3 separate regions of the Hordeum vulgare genome follow, and regions 2 and 3 are each linked to region 1. Evidence: chromatin contacts called from public Hi-C data. All regions are on one chromosome and are shown on one strand. Each heading gives the region's core, a stretch centred on a gene start, on an enhancer-like site or on the middle of the called end of the contact. The rest is flanking DNA. Distances are from core to core; before and after follow the strand shown.

What was found. Hi-C and Micro-C count contacts between places; a contact is called where the count stands out from the background.
Region 2: a contact with region 1 is called in a Hi-C map of leaf, with 2.5 times the contacts expected there. The contact joins two enhancer-like sites. A contact is called at or near these places in 2 of 6 Hi-C or Micro-C datasets (leaf and seedling).
Region 3: a contact with region 1 is called in a Hi-C map of leaf, with 2.6 times the contacts expected there. The contact joins the promoter of LOC123429765 here to the enhancer-like site in region 1. A contact is called at or near these places in 3 of 6 Hi-C or Micro-C datasets (leaf and seedling).

Annotation. Positions count from the first base shown.
Region 1 is chr2H:123,318,647-123,322,027 of MorexV3_pseudomolecules_assembly, reverse strand. No RefSeq gene overlaps it. Among protein-coding and RNA genes, the nearest start is that of TRNAL-CAA, 50 kb to the left of the region's middle. Within about 2 kb of position 1,712, at least 1 of the 3 cell types and tissues checked has open chromatin away from gene starts, as enhancers often do. A contact at or near this core is called in leaf, where this site is marked.
Region 2 is chr2H:123,535,442-123,538,685 of MorexV3_pseudomolecules_assembly, reverse strand. No RefSeq gene overlaps it. Among protein-coding and RNA genes, the nearest start is that of LOC123429766, 160 kb to the right of the region's middle. Within about 2 kb of position 1,360, at least 3 of the 3 cell types and tissues checked have open chromatin away from gene starts, as enhancers often do. A contact at or near this core is called in leaf, where this site is marked.
Region 3 is chr2H:123,089,902-123,093,270 of MorexV3_pseudomolecules_assembly, reverse strand. LOC123429765 reads right to left here and starts at 1,367. Exons shown (of 1, transcript XM_045113765.1): 1 at 45-1,367. The coding sequence starts at 1,065. The coding sequence ends at 271.

The DNA.
Region 1 (3,381 bases), core at 463-2,962:
AAAAGAGCATACCTAAGTTCAATAGCTTTACGTCCGCTATCCCGATCATTATTTGCCTACCCTGAGGGGGAAAGTAAAGACCCTTCCCCCTTTGGAAGGCTGACTAGGCCGGCCAAGTAGGTACACAATGCGTGTAGCTTTCTTTTTTCCTTTTCTTCTTATTTCTTTTCTTTTTTGGGTCGTTTTTCTTTTTGTTTTCATTTTTTTATTTTTTATCGAAACATAAAAACGTTGAATTTCTTAAATTATTTTTTGAAAACATGAACTATTTTAAAAATAGGGAACATATTTAAAAACGCGAACAAGTTTTTAAAAGACAAACATTTTTTGATTCTTGAGAACAAAATTTTAAACTAACAACAATTTTGAAAAACTGGAACAAATTTGGAACCGTGAACAAATTTCAAAGCACAAACATTTTTTGAAATTTCGGAAGAAAAAAATTGAACAGGAGAACAAATTTGGAAGTCTGAACAAGTTTTTAAACGCAATTTTTTTTAAATATCGAGAACAAATTTTGAAAATGAGAACAGTGTTGGAAAATCCTGAACAAATTCATAAACGTGAACAATTTTTGAACATATGAATTGTTTTTGAATTTCGAGAACAAATTTTGAAAAACAAGAGCATTTTTTAAAAAACATATTAGAAAATCCAGATAATTTTCTGAAACTCCATAACATTTTTTAAATCTAGAACATTTTTTGAAAAGCAAAAACATTTTTCGAATTTGAATAACAATTTTCGAAAATCCAAAATATTTTTTTGAAAAAAATCTGAAACATTATTTCGAATTCGAAGAACATTTTTTGGTAACCCAGTACATTTTTTAAAAATCCAGAACATTTTCGGAAAAATACAAACAATTCACGATATTAAAGAACTATTTTAAAATCTCAATTATTTTTTGGATATCAAGAACATATTTTGAAAATCCAACAACATTTAGGAACTTATCTCGTTCATGAAAAATCTTGAACATTTTTTCAAATTCCGGAACTTTTTTTTTAATTCTGGAACTTTTTTTATATTCATGAACATTCTTTCAAATTACGAAACATTTATTTCAAATTCTGAAACATTTTTTTGGAAATCTGAAATATTTTATATAAAAAATCCGGAACATTTTTTCATATTCCGGAAATTTTTCAAATTACGGAACATTTTTAGATATTCTGGGACAAAAATTCATATTCTGTAAAACAATTAAAATGCCGGAACATTTTTACAAATTACTAAACATTTTTTCATATTTCGAGACAATTTTTCACATTCTGGAATATGTTTTCAAATTCCGAAACATTTTTTCAAATTATAAAATATGTTTTGATATTCTTGTACATTTGTTTATATTTTGGAACATTTTTCAAAATTACAAAATATATTTACAACTCACGAACATTTTTTGAAAAAGGGAACATTTTTTATAACATAATGAGAAAAAAAGAAATAGAAAATAGTAAAGAAAAAAGAAAACAAAAAAAGAAAAAGAGGTTCATGGAATCTTCTCGATTGTTTCCAAAACCGCGATTTGTGGAACGCTTCAAAAAGGCCGGCCCACTGCCACCACCGCTCACGCCATCTTATGCGAAGCTTCGACAATTGGACGCAGTGAATGGTATATAGGATTTTTCCTGAATCATTGGTACTCCTTCTGTCCTAAAATCGGGAATATCCTATTTGAGGCATATTGTGTAAAATTATCGAACTTTCGCAAAGCTTGCCGAAGAGCTAAGTTGGGCCAGCCCGTTTACCTGTTGCATCGATTTCGATTTTAGGAACCTTTCAGAGATTTCCAGCTGGTCTTTATCTATTTTGGGAACATCCAGCTGGACCTTTCCAGCTGGTCTTTATCTATTTTGGGAACATCCAGCTGATTTTAGGAACCTTTCCTGAATTATCTATTTCCAGCTGGACATTTTGAGCCAGCTTTTCCGGTTTTGTGAACTTTTTAGAAGATTTCCTGAACCGTTTTGTTTTTTCTGTTTCTGTTCAAAACATGTTCTGGATATTAAAAACATGTTCTCGAATTTGAAACAATATTCCAGAATTTGAAAAAACCTTCGAAAATTTGAAAAAATATTCTGGAATATGAAATAATTCGGAAATTTGAAAAACATATCCGGAATATAAAAAAAGTTCCGGAATTTAAAATAATGTTCCGGAATTTTAAAAAAAGTTTCGGAATTTAAAAGAATGTTCCGGAATATATAAAAAAGTTCCGAAATTTGAAAAGGCTCTAGAATTTGAAAAAAAATTCGGCAATTCTAAAATTGCGGAATTTGAAAAAATGTTCCGGAAATTTCAAAAATGATTCAGAATTAGAAATTGTGTTCCGCAATTTAAGAAAATGTTTTTCCATTTCAAAATTCTGCTAGAATTGAAAAAAAGTCCCAGATTTTTGAAAAAATATTCTGGAATATGCAAAAAAATGCTCTGGAATTTTCGAAATTAAAATCTGAACTTTATATCAAAATATATCGTATTTTTCATGGAAATGTTCCTAAATTAGAAAAAAAAATCTGGAAATTTGAAAATATTCGGGCATTTGAAAAAATGTTCTAAATTTTGAAAAAATAGAAAAATAATTATTAGAATTACTTCAAAGAAAAAATAAGTTGGGTCAGAATGTTATTGTTTTCACATTTGTATAAGAGAAATCCTGTTTTACAAAAATTATTTTGTTTTAAAAAAAAATTCACAAATGGAAAACTTGTTCAAATTCTGTTCACCAATTCTGAAAATATTCATGATTTCAAAATTTTCGGGGATTTCAGAAAATGTGCTTCATTTTCTAAAATATGTTTTCCTTTTCAAAACATGTACGTGAGTTCAAAAAATGTTCCGTTTAAAAAAGTGTACATAAGTTCAATTAATGTTCCCGCTTGGATATTTATTCATTACTTTTCAGAAATGTTCGTGTTAATAGCATAAAAACTGAAAAATAAAAGGAGAAAAACAATCGAAAAAAGAAAAAGAAATAAAATAAAAAACAAAATAAATTAATAAATTTAAAAAACGAAAAAAACGAAAAAAAACAGAAACAGAAAAAACCCTATAAATACTAGTTTCAGATCCTTCTAAAAAGTTCCCTAAACCGGTTAGGAACCTTCTACAAGGGTCCAAAAAGCGGACGCTATAACTTATGCGTTCTCACGGAATTGGGCCGTCCCATTTTGATCGCTAGTTGGTTCATCTAACATCAAATAATGCCCAGCCTATAGTCACACATGTACGCACGTGAAATTGTCTTTTGTTTGTTTATATTATTATATTATAAATAGATTTCAAAATCATGGATTGCCTTTTTTATTAAATACATCAAGAATTCAAAAAAATGTAAAAGCCGTATTTTTTGGTTGGTGTAAATGTATAAAAAAT
Region 2 (3,244 bases), core at 111-2,610, 220 kb before region 1:
AATTTGATAAAATGTTCCGGAATTTAAAAAAACATTCTGAAACTTGTATCAAAATGTTTCAATTTTTTTTAAAAAAGTTCCAGAGTTTTGAAAAATATTCCGGAATTTGAAAAATGCTCCCGAATTTTGAAAAATATTCCAAAATTTAAAACAATGTTCTAGAATTTTCAAAAAATGTTCCAGAATTTGAAAAAAGTAAAACAATTATTAAAAAAATTGAAACAAAAAAGTAAGCTGGGCAAGCTCAATTGGGGCGAGCCGAAGATGGGCTAGCCCAGTTAAGGGCGCCACCCATGTGCGGCGCGCGACTCCTTGGTGCAACACGCGGCGAATAGGAGGTCCTGCCGTAGTGAGCAGCAGGTAGGAGTTCCCACTCCTATTTGCCGCATCCCCGTCGCACATGGGGTACTGACTAGGCCAGCCCATTCAATGCAATGCGAAAATAAGTGTGAAAACGTAATAAGTGAGCACCCTAGGAATCGAACACAGCAAGACCTCCTTGTGAGAGCTTGGTGCTAGCCACTGCACTAGAACATAATACAACGGAAATCTAAAATATACTAAGAATAGTTCCGGAATGAACATTGTTTGACAAAATCCTGATTTTTGTCTTCCAAATTTTGAGTAATTTTTTGAAAATGCGTTCTGAATTTAAATGCGAGCAGTTGCTGAAAAATTTAATCTTGACAACAAGTTTTGGAAAATCCTGAACCAATTCATAAATGCGAGCAATTTTTGAAAACATGAACATTTTTTGAATCTTGAGAACAAATCCTGAAACAGAGAAATATTTTGAAAAACTCTGAACAAATTCATAAATGCGAAAAAATTTGTGAAAATTATGCAACTTTTGAACAAAAATAAAAACACACAAAAATAAAGCAAAACTAAGAAAGAAGAAACAAAAAAGGAAAAGGAAAAAGAAATATTTAAAAATTGTGAATTTTGAAACAAACAGGAAAATAAAAAAAAACAGTCCAAAATGGTTTCGGAACCTTCTGAAAGATTCCCAAAACCGTTAAAAACCAGGGATGGAACTTTCCAGAAGGTCCCCAAAACCAAATACGATCTACTCATTAGCTATCTTATCAGATGGGCTGGCTCATTTGTTCGGTAGTGTTGCCGCTCTATGCGTTCACTCGACAGCTTGACGGAGAAAAGGTCAAATAGGAAATTCCAATACTACAAAGCCCACATTCCACCTCCGTAATGGGGCAGCCCATTTTATATTTTGTTTCCTTTTCTAAAACGCTGCAAATACGCGACCTGAGTTGGAATTCGGAAGGTCTTATTGGACCCGCTTTGCGGTAAATTGCCTCCGCGAAGCATGGAGGGAGTGCCGAATGGGCCGGCCCATTTACATGCCATGGCCCATAACGCTTGCCCCTCGAGATGTCGTGCGCTAATGAAAACTATTCAGTGCGAAATCTAAAAGCATATGCTAGATCCTATTTTTTCAAACTTTTTTGACTGTTGTTTTGAAAAATATGAGAAAAGTTATTAAATATGTGAGCAATGTTTGAAATCATGAAAATAATTTTGAAATACTGAAAAAACTGAACACTTATCGAAACATATGAACACATTTCGAAACTGGAACACAATATAGAGATCCAGAGGAGTGGTGGCATGGCGGCGGCGGCGGGGGCGAAGAGAGAGGCGACGGAGGCGAGGAAAAAAGGGTGCGGCGGCGGCGGGGAACCGACAGAGACGAAGAGAGAGGCGACAGAGACGACTTTTGGCGGGTCTCCGCGTGCGTGTTTTATAGAACACGCCGAACGCTGCGCGTCAAAACTGTCACGTGCATTACTATTTTTTCACGTGCGTACAGTTTTTGTAGCGCGCCTAACTTTCCCGGACCTACTCGAACGGCCAACCGGGCGTGCGCGCACACAAAAGCCGTGTAATTTCCTGTGGACGCTAGATCTAGCGTGTTTGTTGGAGATGCTCTTAGACATATTCACGTTTTCATTTTTGAGAACACATACAAACACAAAACGCTAATACATACGCATATACATATACCCTTATGAATACATGCACGCATGAACACTTATGAAAAGCTAGACTTACACATCATTTTAAGATTGACGAAGTTGTCACGGATACCTTCGTAATCTCCCACTGGGCGCACATGGCCGCAATGTCTGAAATTAATTCAGAAAAATGCAAAGGCAAGTGAAAAGTCTTGGGCTTGAACCCTGATGGGTTGAAGATATAATTGTCCTCCTAACTATTCATCCAGAGTTGGTTCATGACAAATATTTGTGTAATTAAAACAAGTATCGTAACATTGAATAAAATGTGCATTGCATTTTCTAAATATTTACACATTACAAAATGTTTTTACAAAAGTATTTATAGAATGTAAAAAAATCATGCTTAATTTTAAATAAACATTGGTATCATTCAATTTTTTCAAATGCTCTTAAAATGTTTAACAAGTATTTGAAAGTATCAAAATTAAGCGTGTATAAAAATGTATTTGTACTTAAATGGATGTTTGAAAAATGGTAAACGTGTATAAAAATGTTTTTAAGTATTTAAAAAAAATGAAGCATGTATAATGTGTATGAAACAAAATATACAGTGTATGCGAAACAAAATAGGCATCAAAACATATTTTTAATATACATTAAAAAAGTTAAGCATGTATATAAAAATGTTCCTCATATATACCAAAAATTAAAACAAAACTCAGTGAGTACAAAAAAAACCCTAAGAAAAACAAAAAAACGAAAAACAGAAGAGAACCACAAGAAACAGTGAAAACCCAATAAAAAGACCACACAGGGAAAACCTAGCATCACTACTACAGAGGCAAGGCGGAACTTCGTCTGGTAATGGGTGGGACATAGCTCCGACATAATTGTTTTACTCCCTTCATATTAAAATAGATGACTTAAAAATAATTTAATTTTACTTTAATTTTAGTACAACGTTAAGTTTTTAAAATCATTTATTTAAGGTCGGAGGGAGTACTATTTTATACACTTTCTTGCAATAGTGGACTTCTGTAGTAGTGGGGCAGGGCCTAAGAAAACTTAACTTTCTTTTGAGCACCACCTAATAAAGCTTAACCGATCTGCGAAATCGCTAATTTAGGAGTACCCTTTCAAAGATCACTCTTCCCTTTTGAGGTTGGGACAAGTGGCGCACTGTATGTGTGCCACTTATCCCAACCTAAGAATTTTCTCTTTTCGTAGATCTTTATTTTTAAAATGTTTTATCTGTTAAACCGAAC
Region 3 (3,369 bases), core at 118-2,617, 230 kb after region 1:
GCATGACATTTAAATAAAGTGTAAAACTTAAATTACAGTTCTAATTTGCAATGAAATATCCTGGCATTAAATTATCACAGATGCACGATCAAGTATCTTCGCGATACTACTCCATGAGATCATCTGTACAAACAAAGTTATTTCTTTGGAATTAAGCGTCTCCTGTTAATCAAACAAGAGGGAGAGAGAAAAAAAAAATCTAATGATCAAATCTAGAAATGCTTCCTTGAGCATGAGCGGCTCAGAGAAATGCACGATCTTTACACATGATTACTTCTTGGCCTTGGTGGTGGAAAGCTCTTCGAGCCAGTCGAGGATCCTAATGCGCCGCCCGCCGCGGCCTCTCTTGACGTTCCCATCGGCGAGTCCGCTTTTCCTCGCCGACTCCGGCAGCTTGACGGATTCTACGACGTCCGGCGAGCACTTGCACCCAAAGCGGTCGCCGAACAGCCCCGCGCCATGTTTCCTGAAGCTCCTCTCAATGGCGCTGGCGGCCTGCTCGAACCTCGCGCTCCTGCCGCTGCCGCCCCTGGACGCGGCGGTGATCTTGGCCCCGTCGGCGCAGCGCGGCGGGTACACGTCCGGGGCCCCGACGACGCCGAGGCGTATGAAGCCCCAGCCGGCGGGCGGCGGGGCCGACCCCGTGCTCCGGCGCGGCCGCGAGCGCAGCTGCGGTGACGGGCTCGGGTGCGCGTAGAACAGGCTGCTCGAGAGCGACCTCCGGGGCGGCGGGGCGGCGTGGTCGGAGGAGGCGCTCTTGGACGAGTGGCTGCGGCTGACGCAGCCACTGCTGCTGCCGCTGGAGCTGGCGCTCCGGCAGTCGGAGCGCGAGCCAAAGCCCGCGGTGGACGCGACGGACTCGGACCGCGGGAGCAGGGCGTCGGAAGACGAGGGGCGGAGCGGGAGGAGCCTGCCGTGGGAGAAGAGCTCGTCCGCCACGCACATGTCGCCCGCGCCGGCCGATACGAGGCCGCCGGTGGACAGGACGCGGAACTCGAAGTCGTCGGCCGCGTCGGGGGTGGAGCTGTCGGCGGCCTCGCGGGGCTCGTGACGGGCGTCTACCATGGTCGCGGGGTTCTTTGCTTGGTCCAAGGGGAAGAAGAAGAGGGGCAGAACAAGAGATGGTCGCGGGGTTTTGTTGCGTTCCGGTCTTCTTCTTTTTGGCCTGTTCGTTTTTCACTCCGGGGAACGGGAATAGAGACAGAGGAGGCGCTGTGCTGCTGTGGTTACGGTGCTGGGTGCTGGGCCCCTGGGATGTCAGTACTATGCGCAGTGCTTAAATAGCGCATTGCGCTTCAATGCACACAAAACTTGCTGGTCAACGGTAGCAGCCGGCGAATGGGCTTCGGTTACCCCTAGTTTTGGAGAAAATTTATGACGCTGCCGCAGGAGCAATTATCCCAATGTTGCCAAAAGAAAAGTTCACATTGGCTCCACGACCCGGTTGTTTCGTAGCGCATGCTTTGCGTACACAAATGCCGAGTATGCAACCCGCAAACCGACAGGGATACAAGAAAAAAAAAGATGTACTATCGGTCTTTATGACTTGTATTTTGATTTTTATGATACTTTCTTCTCTTTTATCCGCATATAAGATTTGGTTAAAGTCAAACTTTATAAACTTTGACTAAATTTATAGAACAAAATATCAACATTTATAATATAAAATCAATATTAGTACATGCATAATGATATTAATTTTCATAGCATATAGGTTTAGTATTATAGATGTTGATAATTTTTGATATATATTTGGTCAAACTTTGTATCACTTGACTTTGACCAAATCTTATATGCGGACTAAAAAGAAACGGAGGAAGTATGAATGAAACATATATTATAAAAAAAAAGATACAATGAAAAAAGACGTGTTTCTCTCGTAAATTGAGAGTAAATACATATGCGAGAGTCCGCAAAATGTAGAACTTCGACATCCTCGGTTCACCGAATCCCGCTTTTCAATCTTATTTTTTCCACTTCTTTCCTTTTTTCCTTAATCTGCATCTGTACCCTCAACCTTTATCGTTGTTGCCATATGTCTTCGATAGAGGCATTATCGGGCGTCCATCAATACCGAAGCGCCCGCTTGCCTCTACGAGGCGATGCTCATCTTGGAGTCATTTGTATCGAGGTACATTCCGCCCCCTATGAACGCCCTTCATAATGGACACCACGCCCGACAGGTGTTTGCTGAAATGTCATTGAGCTTTTTTTGAATGTCATGTCATTTTTAGAGTATGAAGGATGATGAGCTACTCAATTAAGAAGATGAATTGTTGTGCAATGCGTGATTGACAGCATCCGTTCATTTAGTAGGCCGGGGCAAAGGGAAGACGTTCCGACAGCAAGTGCATGAAGCACATTGCGCCTTACAACATGTACATCATTCAAGCACCTAATGTAAGGTCATTATCCTATCGCTGGTATGTTATCCACATCAACGCCACCGACTTTCGTAATGTGGTCCATTAGCTGGAGGCAAAGTGTCCATTACATGCGGCAGAGGACGAGATAATGAATTTTGCTTCCTCTTACTTAACTTGTTGAGTCATAGGTTCACTCAATATTGATCCACATATTATGTAGCCCGCACGCGATGTCGTGATGTATCAGGGACGATCATTTAAGTGCACACACTGTTGGACGAAGCTAAAAGGGGGGTATGATAGAGGCGAGGGTCCCGATCTTTCGATGAGAGGGTGGCTATCAATTTGGTGGAGACGACTTTGATGATTCGACTACAAACGTGCACGACATTGCGTCTTAGCAATCGCTAAACCAACTCCAACAGGTTATTGACCACGCCGGAGCACGATCAACCTGACCACGAAGGTCTCTTCCTGCAAGCAATCGAAGAACAAGCAAGAATATGATGAAAGCAATCTGAATATTGCGAATATATATGAAGTATTGATAAGGGTGGGGATCCAAAAGTGGTCATGGTCTGGTCGTTGGACACAAATGAAGTACACGAAATTGCAATGACTAACTTTTAACTAAACATATCCCAAGTCTAAACGGTGCCCTAAGGGCTGTATATGTGAGGGAACAAACAGGGATTTTCGTAATCCATGGAGGAGAGGTCCGAAAATGACCCTAAACTCGGTTTCCCCACACATACGGACTCTAAAAACAGCCTATAATATGATATTTCGAAATTACATGGGCCTGGCCCAAAAATAAGGTGGCGCAGCACCTATAATAGCCTGTGGACGAAATTTGTAAAGTGGTGTATTGAATATTTCGTCCAAGCCTTCATGCTCTTCTTACGGTGGCTTCGAAGTGCGAAAATCACGAGTGGAAACTCCATTGTTCTTTCCCGCGCGTGCACCGTCTTCTCCATGCTTGATTCCGCTCCAACGGATATCC